2 separate regions of the Mus musculus genome follow, and region 2 is linked to region 1. A link is a contact called in public HiCAR-type data. All regions are on one chromosome and are shown on one strand. Each heading gives the region's core, a stretch centred on a gene start, on an enhancer-like site or on the middle of the called end of the contact. The rest is flanking DNA. Distances are from core to core; before and after follow the strand shown. Region 1 has its middle 9.9 kb from the start of Gm14015. Region 2 overlaps Gm39902 (a long non-coding RNA gene).

The links. HiCAR-type assays count read pairs that join an accessible place to other places.
Region 2: a HiCAR-type map of kidney shows a contact between it and region 1, with 5 times the contacts expected there. The contact joins two enhancer-like sites. A contact is called at or near these places in 8 of 39 promoter capture datasets (cranial neural crest, embryonic stem cells, hippocampal neurons and 3 more), 1 of 15 datasets of contacts at CTCF or cohesin (the NIH/3T3 cell line), 4 of 484 Hi-C or Micro-C datasets (embryonic fibroblasts, embryonic stem cells, gonadal supporting cells and 1 more), 5 of 115 datasets of contacts at active chromatin or transcription factors (embryonic stem cells and kidney) and 1 of 9 other capture datasets (embryonic stem cells).

What each region holds. Positions count from the first base shown.
Region 1 is chr2:106,530,564-106,535,351 of GRCm38.p6, forward strand. No RefSeq gene overlaps it. Among named protein-coding and RNA genes, the nearest start is that of Gm14015, 9.9 kb to the left of the region's middle. Within about 2 kb of position 3,233, at least 1 of the 459 cell types and tissues checked has an H3K27ac peak or open chromatin away from gene starts, as enhancers often do. A contact at or near this core is called in kidney, where this site is marked.
Region 2 is chr2:106,956,401-106,961,118 of GRCm38.p6, forward strand. It overlaps Gm39902 (a long non-coding RNA gene), which reads left to right. Exons shown (of 2, transcript XR_866636.2): 2 at 1,538-2,234. Among named protein-coding and RNA genes, the nearest start is that of Gm39902, 3.0 kb to the left of the region's middle. Within about 2 kb of position 3,186, at least 3 of the 459 cell types and tissues checked have an H3K27ac peak or open chromatin away from gene starts, as enhancers often do. A contact at or near this core is called in kidney, where this site is marked.

The DNA of each region.
Region 1 (4,788 bases), core at 1,983-4,482:
CATCCTATTGGCAGATGATGCAGGCACCACCTCATAAAAGAGAACCGACTGGTGGTGTTGGCCTGGATGATCACCAGGGTCCCTCACAGTTGTAAAACCCTTAAGTGGTCAGTGGAGAGCAGCCCAGAGTGATGGGGTAAAAGGTGAAGATAATCAGTAACACCATACGTGGCCCTGATCATTTATCTACTGCTTATTGATCTTAAGAGATAAATTACTGTTAATATCCCAGAAATAATTTCAGGGGTCCCTTGAAACTCTGTTATAGATTTTAGTACCATGTTAAGACTCATGGTTATTTTCTGGCCCATATCCATAAAAACTCATATCCCTTGAAATTCTTGGTTGCAAACCATAGAAATCAATGCTGACTTCTTCACACAAAAGAGAGAGAGAGAGAGAGAGAGAGAGAGATTTAAAAAGATGTTATGAGTGGGAAGGGCAAGTTTACAGAAGCATCAAGAATCAGGAGGACCAAGCTTAGAAAACAGATCAAAATGAAAGGACTCCTGAAGGGACTCCAGGCTCTTGGAGTGGAATCTCCAGTCTAATGCAGGAAACACCTAGTCTTCAAGCCATGCCTACAAGGGTGATGACCCGCCCTCTTGACATCCCCTCGGCCTGGGTCATTTCTGAGACCGAGGATCCCAGAGACCCCTGCTGAGTTCTGTCTCCAGCTCTATAGAGGAGATACTGTGGTCTCTTGAACTTCCACAGTAGGAGACAAGGAGAACTTCCCCACCCATTAAAGCTACATGCAAAGAGAACTCCACCCCAAAGGAAACGCAGAGGAGGATTGAATCACAACATATTTCAGAAGAGGGGCATGTCCATGAGTGTGGTTCACAGAAATACAAGAGCGTCAAAGTCAGATCAAACTGGCCTTGGCACTTCCTGGCTGTGGGACCCGATAGGTGCTGTGGACTGCCTTCCTCCTGTTGATATGGGATTAAAGGACAGGTCTATTTGTGCAAAACCTGGCTCACAAATAAGTTGTATGTGTTTACGTCTCTTGAAAAACTGACTTGCTCCTCGCCCCCTGTCTCAGTTTGTACCCCAGCCAGACTTTTCTGGAAGCTTTTGACAATGAGTCTGAAATGACCGAAGGGAATGAAAAAGAACAATTAGTAGCCTAGATATTGAACCACATTCCACAAACAGGAAGCCCCAGAGGTTAGCCAGATATGACTGTTCAGTAGGTATGTGGAGGAAGGGAGAATCCTAGACATCTCTAACTGGATGTCTTTCCTTCCAATAGAAACTCTTACCCCATCCATTTTGCTCCTGTTTAAGATGATGGGGCACCTCTGATTTTTTTATTCTAAAACAAGTGTTTGCTTAGAATAACTACTGTTAGGATAAAGGAGCAATATTATAACTTCTTTTCATGATGAGTTAGCAGGCAAGATCAAAGTCCCTTTTTCTTCAGACTGGACTGCACTGGCATCTAGAAGTGCCTTGAGGACTTTAGATAGAAGCCACCACAGCACAGGACACAATGGCTTTATAGTTTTGCAAGCCTTTTGAAAAATAATGTTATACAGCTTGCTACTGCGTGGTATAGCAAATGGGATAAAGATAGATGCTTGCATCAAGCCAAACTTCCTTAAATGAAAACATTCACTCCATCCATGGTGCACAGGTTTTGTTTTTGTTTTGTCTTAGTGGAAATATATATCTAGGCATCTTTTCCCCTATTCATCATTATTTTATTTATGTATTTATTTTTGAGATTATAATGTGATTACATCTCTTACCTTTCCTCCCCAAAACCCTTTCGTACAGATCCTGCCCCCGCAGCTCTCCTTTAAATTCATGGTGCTGTTTTCTCACTGATTATTATGGGATGAATTTATGTATATACACATATATTCCTGAATATAACCTCTTCAGTCCCTGTAATGTTACTTGTATGTATGCCTTCAGGGCTGACTGCTTGGTACCAGGCAAACAGTTAGTGTGTTACTCCACAGGGAAGCCCACCTCTCTTGTTCCCAGTTTTCCTCAGTTGCCTATAGTTGTGCAGTGTTAAGACCTTGTGGGCTTTTCCCCATCCACTTTGGTGTGTCCATTGGTGACTTGTTCAGTTCATGCTTGTGCAGTTTTGTTTATGGGTCTAGACTCTTTTGTGTAGGCAGGATGATTCAGTGGGTAACAGTGGTGAGTCCAATCCCTGGGACCCAGCTGGTGGAAGGAAAACGCAGACTCCTGAAAGTTGTCCTCTGAGCCTCCACACACTCACCATGATAATACTTACACTGCACACCCCACCTGATATACTTACCCACAAATAAATAAAATAGGGTGCGTATGTGCTTAAAATAGGGTCTTTTGAAAAACTATCCAGTACTAACTTCAGTTAAACAATAATGAAATTAACATTTTCACATCTTCAATGAATGTTAAGACACCTGTTAATGTTTTTCGATGTGTATTATAAGCTATGCCAATTTTAGTAATTTTTAAAGACCTGTCATCCTTCAAACATAACTGTGGCAAAGAATTGATGGTTTTTTTATTTCAAATCTCTAACTTGGCTAGTGACACTAGGAATGTTCAAGTCTACAAATGTTCATACAACATTCAGTTGTGAGTGCGTTGTTTAAAATAAAGACAGAAAGCAATCTAAATGCCCAGCACCAAGGGATTCATAAATGAAGTGTGGTCTCTTCCTATTTTATTAATTAAAAACACAACTTTATAAATAAAATGAGGAAGAAAAGTAAATTCCATGGAAGCTGGCATGTAATATACTTTAAGGAAAAAAAAGAAGTTTAAAACAATATGTCTGATATAAGCTCAGCTTTGTAAATAATTCACAGATACAAACAGAAACAAGACCAGGATAACAAATCAACTGCAAGATTTCTGGGTTGGTTTGATTTGGTTTTAGTTGTTTATTTACTTGTCTGCTTCCTAGCTGGTACACAATTTTGCAAATCTCTATTTTCTAACTATCATAGCAAAAAAGAATTAAAACAAGTAAATTGTTTGACGAAGAAACCCAAATATGATTGGCATTACTTTATTTTGACACTTGGTTTCATCCCAAACTCACAATAGACATTAGCAGTTGTTTCTAGGGAGAATAAAAAGTCCTGAAGGAAGGAATAAATATGAATCTTATAAATGCTGCATGCATTCTTGTCTCGTCTTTGAGAGTCCTTAATGGTATCTACAGGTTAATATTTGTCTAGATAGTGCTAACATACTGGCAAATGTTTCCCTTCTTTAGTTAAACTTCATGTCCATCTTTAATCAACCTACTTCAGCAAGGATCACAGATTTAATCAAGACAGTCATTCTCAAAGTATCACTTTTCTGGGCCTAGAGAATATTTTTGGTCTGTCTTACCTTGTATTTTCTGTACTGGGAGTTCATTTTGCACATGAACATAGACTGACAAAGAACTTATTAGAACTCTTCCTACATCTAAGACTCTGAACTCTGGGATCACAGTGCCTGGGTTTGAATTTTAGTCCCATGAGCTGTAAACAAGCTGTGTGGCTTTGGGCAAAATAGTTACCCTCTATGTTTTGTTTTCTTCTTCTGTGGTGGGAGGATATTAGCACTTACCCAATGGGATTGTTAGGGTGGCAGAAGTTAAGACTTAGTGGCCTTGAGATAGTGGCAGAGTGTATGTGCTCTGTAAAGAACAAGCTGACAACCGTTCTCTACCCTCCAACATCCATTCACAATACTTCTTCCCTTTGCTCTACCCTCAAGGGAGCATTCCACAAGTTTGAGCCACTGGCCTCAGACAGTTTGCCAGGAGATCTAGGATAGGATTAGCTTTCTAGGCTTTGCTCCTCCTGGAATCCACCTCCTGCAAGAGACTCTACTATGGCTGGGTCCTTTCTTACACAGCTAGTGTGAACAGCTACAACACATGAGAGGCAGGCCATTCTCCTGCTGCCCATTTCATGTGGCTTCTCCAGCATCCCACCCTTCCCTTGCTTCTTAAGGCCTGACAATGATAACACCTCCGGAGCATTACTAACCATTGGCTCCTCACTATGCTTGTGCTTCCTGAGTTCCAGGATTCTCGCCTCCCACCTCTATAAATTGCTTCTTCACTAAACGCATTTTAGTTCATCCGTTTTGAGTGAGCCAAGTGCTTCCTGCTGGGACCCTGGCTGACACAGCTGAACATTATTAATATATGTGTCCTTCTGCTCGCAACAGTATTGCAGTCAGAAGAGGTTGTCAAGCATAAAGGTGATCATTTTATTGAGCATGCAAGGCACCAGACAGCTTTCAGGTTCTTCTGAATTATGAATGTCCCAGGTTTTCTACGCCATCAAAGAATCATAGTAGAGAAATTGAAAGGAAGGAATCACTAGTTACTGTTTTATGTGCATAAGAAGGTGTCTGCTGCTTGGAAATCATACTAGTCTGTGCATTGTTGTGGGTCATTTGTTTGACTGTCCTTTTAAGATTCTTGTCAATTTGAACTTTTTCTCTGTCCAAAGCATGTATGAGAAATGCCTGTCTTGGGGTTACTAAATTTCTATGAAGCTGTATTTACCAGTCAACTATCTATTCCTTTATTTAGATATGTACTAGAAGCTGAAGTCCTGCCCCGAATTAGGAAAATATTTTTGCAGAAAAAGACACTATTGGCAAGAAGCAAAGCCATCACAATTCTTGGAAAACTTAACTATATAATTGGGGGAAATAAAATTTGATCTTCTAATTATACTAACAGAGAGAGAGAGAGAGAGAGAGAGAGAGAGAGAGAGAATATGTAAAATAGTGGCTGTAACATGTACTATGAAGGGAGATGCA
Region 2 (4,718 bases), core at 1,936-4,435, 430 kb after region 1:
GCTTTATAGTTTACTTATTTAATGTGGGCCCTGGCTATCAAATTCAGGTCCTTGTGCTTACATGGACAGCACTTTTATTGATTCTTTGGTCTTCTCCAAAGTCCGTGGACCTTGGTTTCCCTGTCTGAAAAGCTGTTACTGTGAAAGTAGACACTGCGAGGGTGGGCGGGTGGGGATCCGCTGCTGTGCTGTAGGCTCACATCCTTTCCTCAGACTCACGTGGGGAAAATTCTCGCCTCTGCATTTGAGAGGTGACCACTCATGGACAGAACTGTGTCTCTATACAGGAGGCCACAGAGGACCCTCTAGCTCCACTCCCGTATGCACTAAGATGACAATGACCCACACAGGAGCATGGTCCTCCATGACACAAGGTATCTGTGGTCCGTCATCACACACAGAATCTGCTGGTGCCTTGATCTTGGCCATCCCGGTCTCAGGAACAGTGAGAAACAATCTCGGTTATTGATAAGCAGCTTAATCTATGGTGTACACATTTGCTTTTGCTAGAGTGAACCAAATAAATGAAGAAGGATTTATAAAAGGTAGTATATGGCTAAATTAGACTCAGTATGTATGAAATGTTAATTCAGTATTAGGTCTACAAAAACAAATTAAATCTTGAAGCATAAAAGTCCATGAAGTAGAAGCATCATGGATTGAATGTTATGCTGCCCCTAAATTCTTATGTTGAAGTCTGATCTCCCATGACAGTATCAGGAGGTGAGGTCTTCTCCAATGGGACTAGGGACCTTTTAAAAAGTCTTTTCTAGAGATGCCCCCTGCCCCTTCCACTCTGAAAAACTGTAACAGAAATAGAACTAGTTATATCTGCCTCAGAAGAGTGTTTCCATGGGCTCGCCAGCCTTGAGCTCACCAGGCCCTCAAACTTTCTTGTTCGTATGCTTCTTGGTCCAAGATCCTTCGTTATAGTAGCCTGAATAGTCTAAGACATTATTTTTTGAAACTCGCCTGCTTTGTTTTTTGATTACGTTTTCCATGATTGCAAAGTTATAACAAACGGAGGATTTATTTAAGTTCATCCGAATTTTAAAATGACATATTTTTAATGAAAGCAGTGATGTTGTTTTGGTTTAATGCTTGCATTATGGGTTCCCAAATTGCGTGAGAATCCAGCGTGTGAGACAGTTGAGGGTCCCTGCCCCCAGCTGGTTCTAACTGGTAAATAAAGTTGCTGGCAGCTAACAGTTGGGCAGGGAGACAGAGGCAGTACTCCTGGGCAAGGGAACCATTGGAAGAAGGAGTTAGTACTGCCATGCCAGAGAAGCAGGAGGATCAGGTTTGAGAGCTGCAGGAGAGAAAGCATATAGCCACGTAAGAGCTGGGGAGGAGTGGCCCCAGGGAGCCTCTCCGATTGGGTCTAAGGTAGCAAAGATGGAATGCACATTTTAATAAGTAGTAATTCAGGAATATCAGAAGGGAGAGTGTATTAGCAATATGGAGGATGAAGTGGCCGAGCCATTGAGCTGTTTAAGGCATATTTAATATAAGGTTTTGTGTGTGTGTTTCATTCGAGAATCTAGAACATCAGGCAGCTGGCGAGAAGACACACCTCTGCCGCTGGGGAGTTAAGAGTGTATTTGATCAGCGACCACAGCAGAGTGGATTATTAGAACGGATTATTCAGCTACTGCTACACAATGATATCTTCCCAAAGTTGTTTTGGAAGAGAAACTGCAGAAATACATGAAGTTATGAAACTCACGCTGAAGACAGTCCACAGGGCTGTTCCTGAAGAGCTGTGCTCAGATGAAATGTTCTAGAAGGCTGAATGACCAGTGCGTCGGAGACGGTGGGAAAGTTGAAAAGGCTGGGATGTTGCTGGAGCGGAGCCAAACTGTCTTGGGCTATCTTGGTCCCTTAGTGATCTACTGCTTACCTGTGTGTGTGAGACCTAACAACCTTGCATTAGGTAAGTGCTGTTGGAATGTACAAACAGACCCCACACCACAATCAGCCTGATCCAGAGGTTAAGATTGTCATTGGGTCTCATTTGAAGCCTGGAGAGGCTCCTCAACTTTGCTGCAAATGACTTACCTGGCGTTTCTGCTAATGCATTTGAAAAGCAGTTTATGGTTTTCTTTGTCAGTACCTATAAAAGCTTCATAACCTGTTTAAACCTGGCCTTCGGGCTAATCTACATCCGAATCCCTGGGTCAAGGTCATCCATCCTTGACTCTAGAATAAACCATCTCTTACTTCCTTTGGGATGAGAACTGTGTTGATGTTGTGGCTTTAATCTCAAAAACCTGAAATGGGGAGGGCAGTGTAAAAGCACATTATACATACTAGAAGACTAAAACATATAAACATCCCTACCGTGGATATTAAGTACGGTCTGCTTTCTGAGACACCATGAACATTTGACTTTTTGGCAGGATTAGTATTGGAAATGACATATAACACGTTGCACTTTGCAGAGTTCCCTTTGGTTTGGTAAGAGCCACATCTTCGGATTGCCATTGTCAATGTCTCAGACCTAAGCAGCTGTAGGGACAGAGGCAAGAGGAATGTGAGCTGCTGGGGCTGCCATTAGTTTTGCTGGCCTTGGATCATACATCACAAACTTGAGTCCATGATACACGATTAGTTTCCTGAGAAGTTCATTAATTCAGATGGAGCCATTAAATATTCCTGCTCCTTGGACTTCGGACTGAGCTTTGGCTGTGAAGCACAGGGTTATGGAGAGATCACCGTGAGCATGCAAACAATTTCAAACATGCCCAGTGCTTCAGAAGCAGGGCCAAGAAAAACACTAATATTGGATAGCTTTTCTGCAGGTGTCTTAGTGTTGTTGCAGCGCTATAGTCACTCAGGGTAAATGACTCCAGGTCACGCTACATTTGCATAAAAGAGGTCAAATTAAGATCGGAGAAGATTTGACCAAGATTTAGGGTAAGAATGAAGACTTGGGTGGAAAGTCATAGCTGTTTGTTTTCCTTTCCTAAAATATATGAATGCCCCCCAAAGGGTGTGTGTTTAACCAGGCCACTCTGCACTTGAACTCCATGGGAATGCTCAGAATTGGCTTTCCTTCGGCCTGTGCCTTGTATTCAAATGCTGGATGGCCAAGGTGCCAAAGGAGACAATGAACACAGCAGTGCCACACAGCAGTGCCAGGCTCAGCTTCAGACAGCTGGGTCCAGACACTCAGCCTTGCCTACCTTGCCTATCCTGTACTCCACTGCGTCCATCTGTATTATTTCAAGGAGATGTGACAAGGACAGAGGGAAGAACGTGTGAGCTGTTGACGCTTCAGTGTAATTTTCTAGAACTGTGTTAATAAATCACAAACCGGAGCAAATGATATACTTTTAATTGCCCAAGAAGCTAATTAATCAGCCTGAGCTATTAAAACATTGCTGTTCATCTGACTTAGAACTGAGTTTTAGCCAATGCAAAGCCCAGTCTCGTGGAAGTTGAACATTCCTCTGGAAAAAGAGCATGTATCCTAGTTAGCCAGAAGACTGACCATTCACTGGCTCTGAGCAGCCTGGCTAGTCATGTGTTCACTTTTATCAAGTTCACCCTGGCTTCAAGTGGTATTCGATGTTATACCCTTGCCGGGCCAGGCTTTGTAATGCACACTAGATGCACTAAAGGGAACCCATCTGAGCCATATGGGCTGAGAGTAGAATCAAGGCTTCTCGAGAACGAAAGGAAGTGTTAACATGAAAGAGGACTGACACAGGGCCTGGAAACCACCACTGAACTACCGCTGATGTGCTCAAGATAAAGCTAATAAAAAAGGGGCCTGGGAGATGAATTCAATCCCTAAAACTCACGTAAAAATCAAACAAGCCCGGAAGGGCTGGATCAATTAAGCTCGTTTGTTGCTATTCCAGAGAGCCAGGGTTTCCAGCTCCCACGTGGAAAGTCACAATTATCTGTAACCCCAGTTCCTGGGGACCTGATGTTCTCTTCTGGACCCCTAAAACTTGAGTTACAGTTGCCAGCCGAGCCACCATGTGGGTGATGGAAACACAGTCCCAGTCCTCCGGAAGAACAGCCAGTGTTCGTGAGCAGCCGCTGGCCATCGCTCCAGCCCCACCTGGTGGGCATTTTCAGAAGCTGCCATTCTTTATTTTATTGTATTTTGTTTCATTCATTCATTCATTCATTCATTCATTCATCCATCCATCCATTCATTGTAGCAGGCAATGATTTTTAAGCCAGGGCATGTACATCAAATCTTTCTTTTTTGACCTGATATAGTGAAAGGCATTTTCCCCGTATTATGCAAAATAGAGGGTGAGATGTAGGGACTTGGCTGAAATCCCTGATCCCCGACTTAATGCCTGGCAACTTTCTCAATGTAAGAGAATGAAGTCAAAATGTTTCCTCTTCATAAACCCAGATGCAGGTGTTGGGGGATGGGGTGGGGGTTCCTGCAGGCATCACAGTGCGCAGGTATAAGTGAATCTTGAAGTGGTAAGAAAGGAAACTTGGAACAGCCACACTTGGGTCAGTCAGATTGGATCAAAACTTCTAGAGCAGTGGTTCTCAAACTTGTGGGTCTATCACACATCCAGCACTTCAGATATTTACATTATGATTCATAATCGAAATAACTTTATGGCTAGAGGTCACCACAATATGTGCTTCCTACATTGTTGTATAAAAGAAAATCTAGTAAGGGTTTATTTTTACTTACATTTTAAGCTAGGGTCTTACTGGGAACTAATTTGGGATAGATG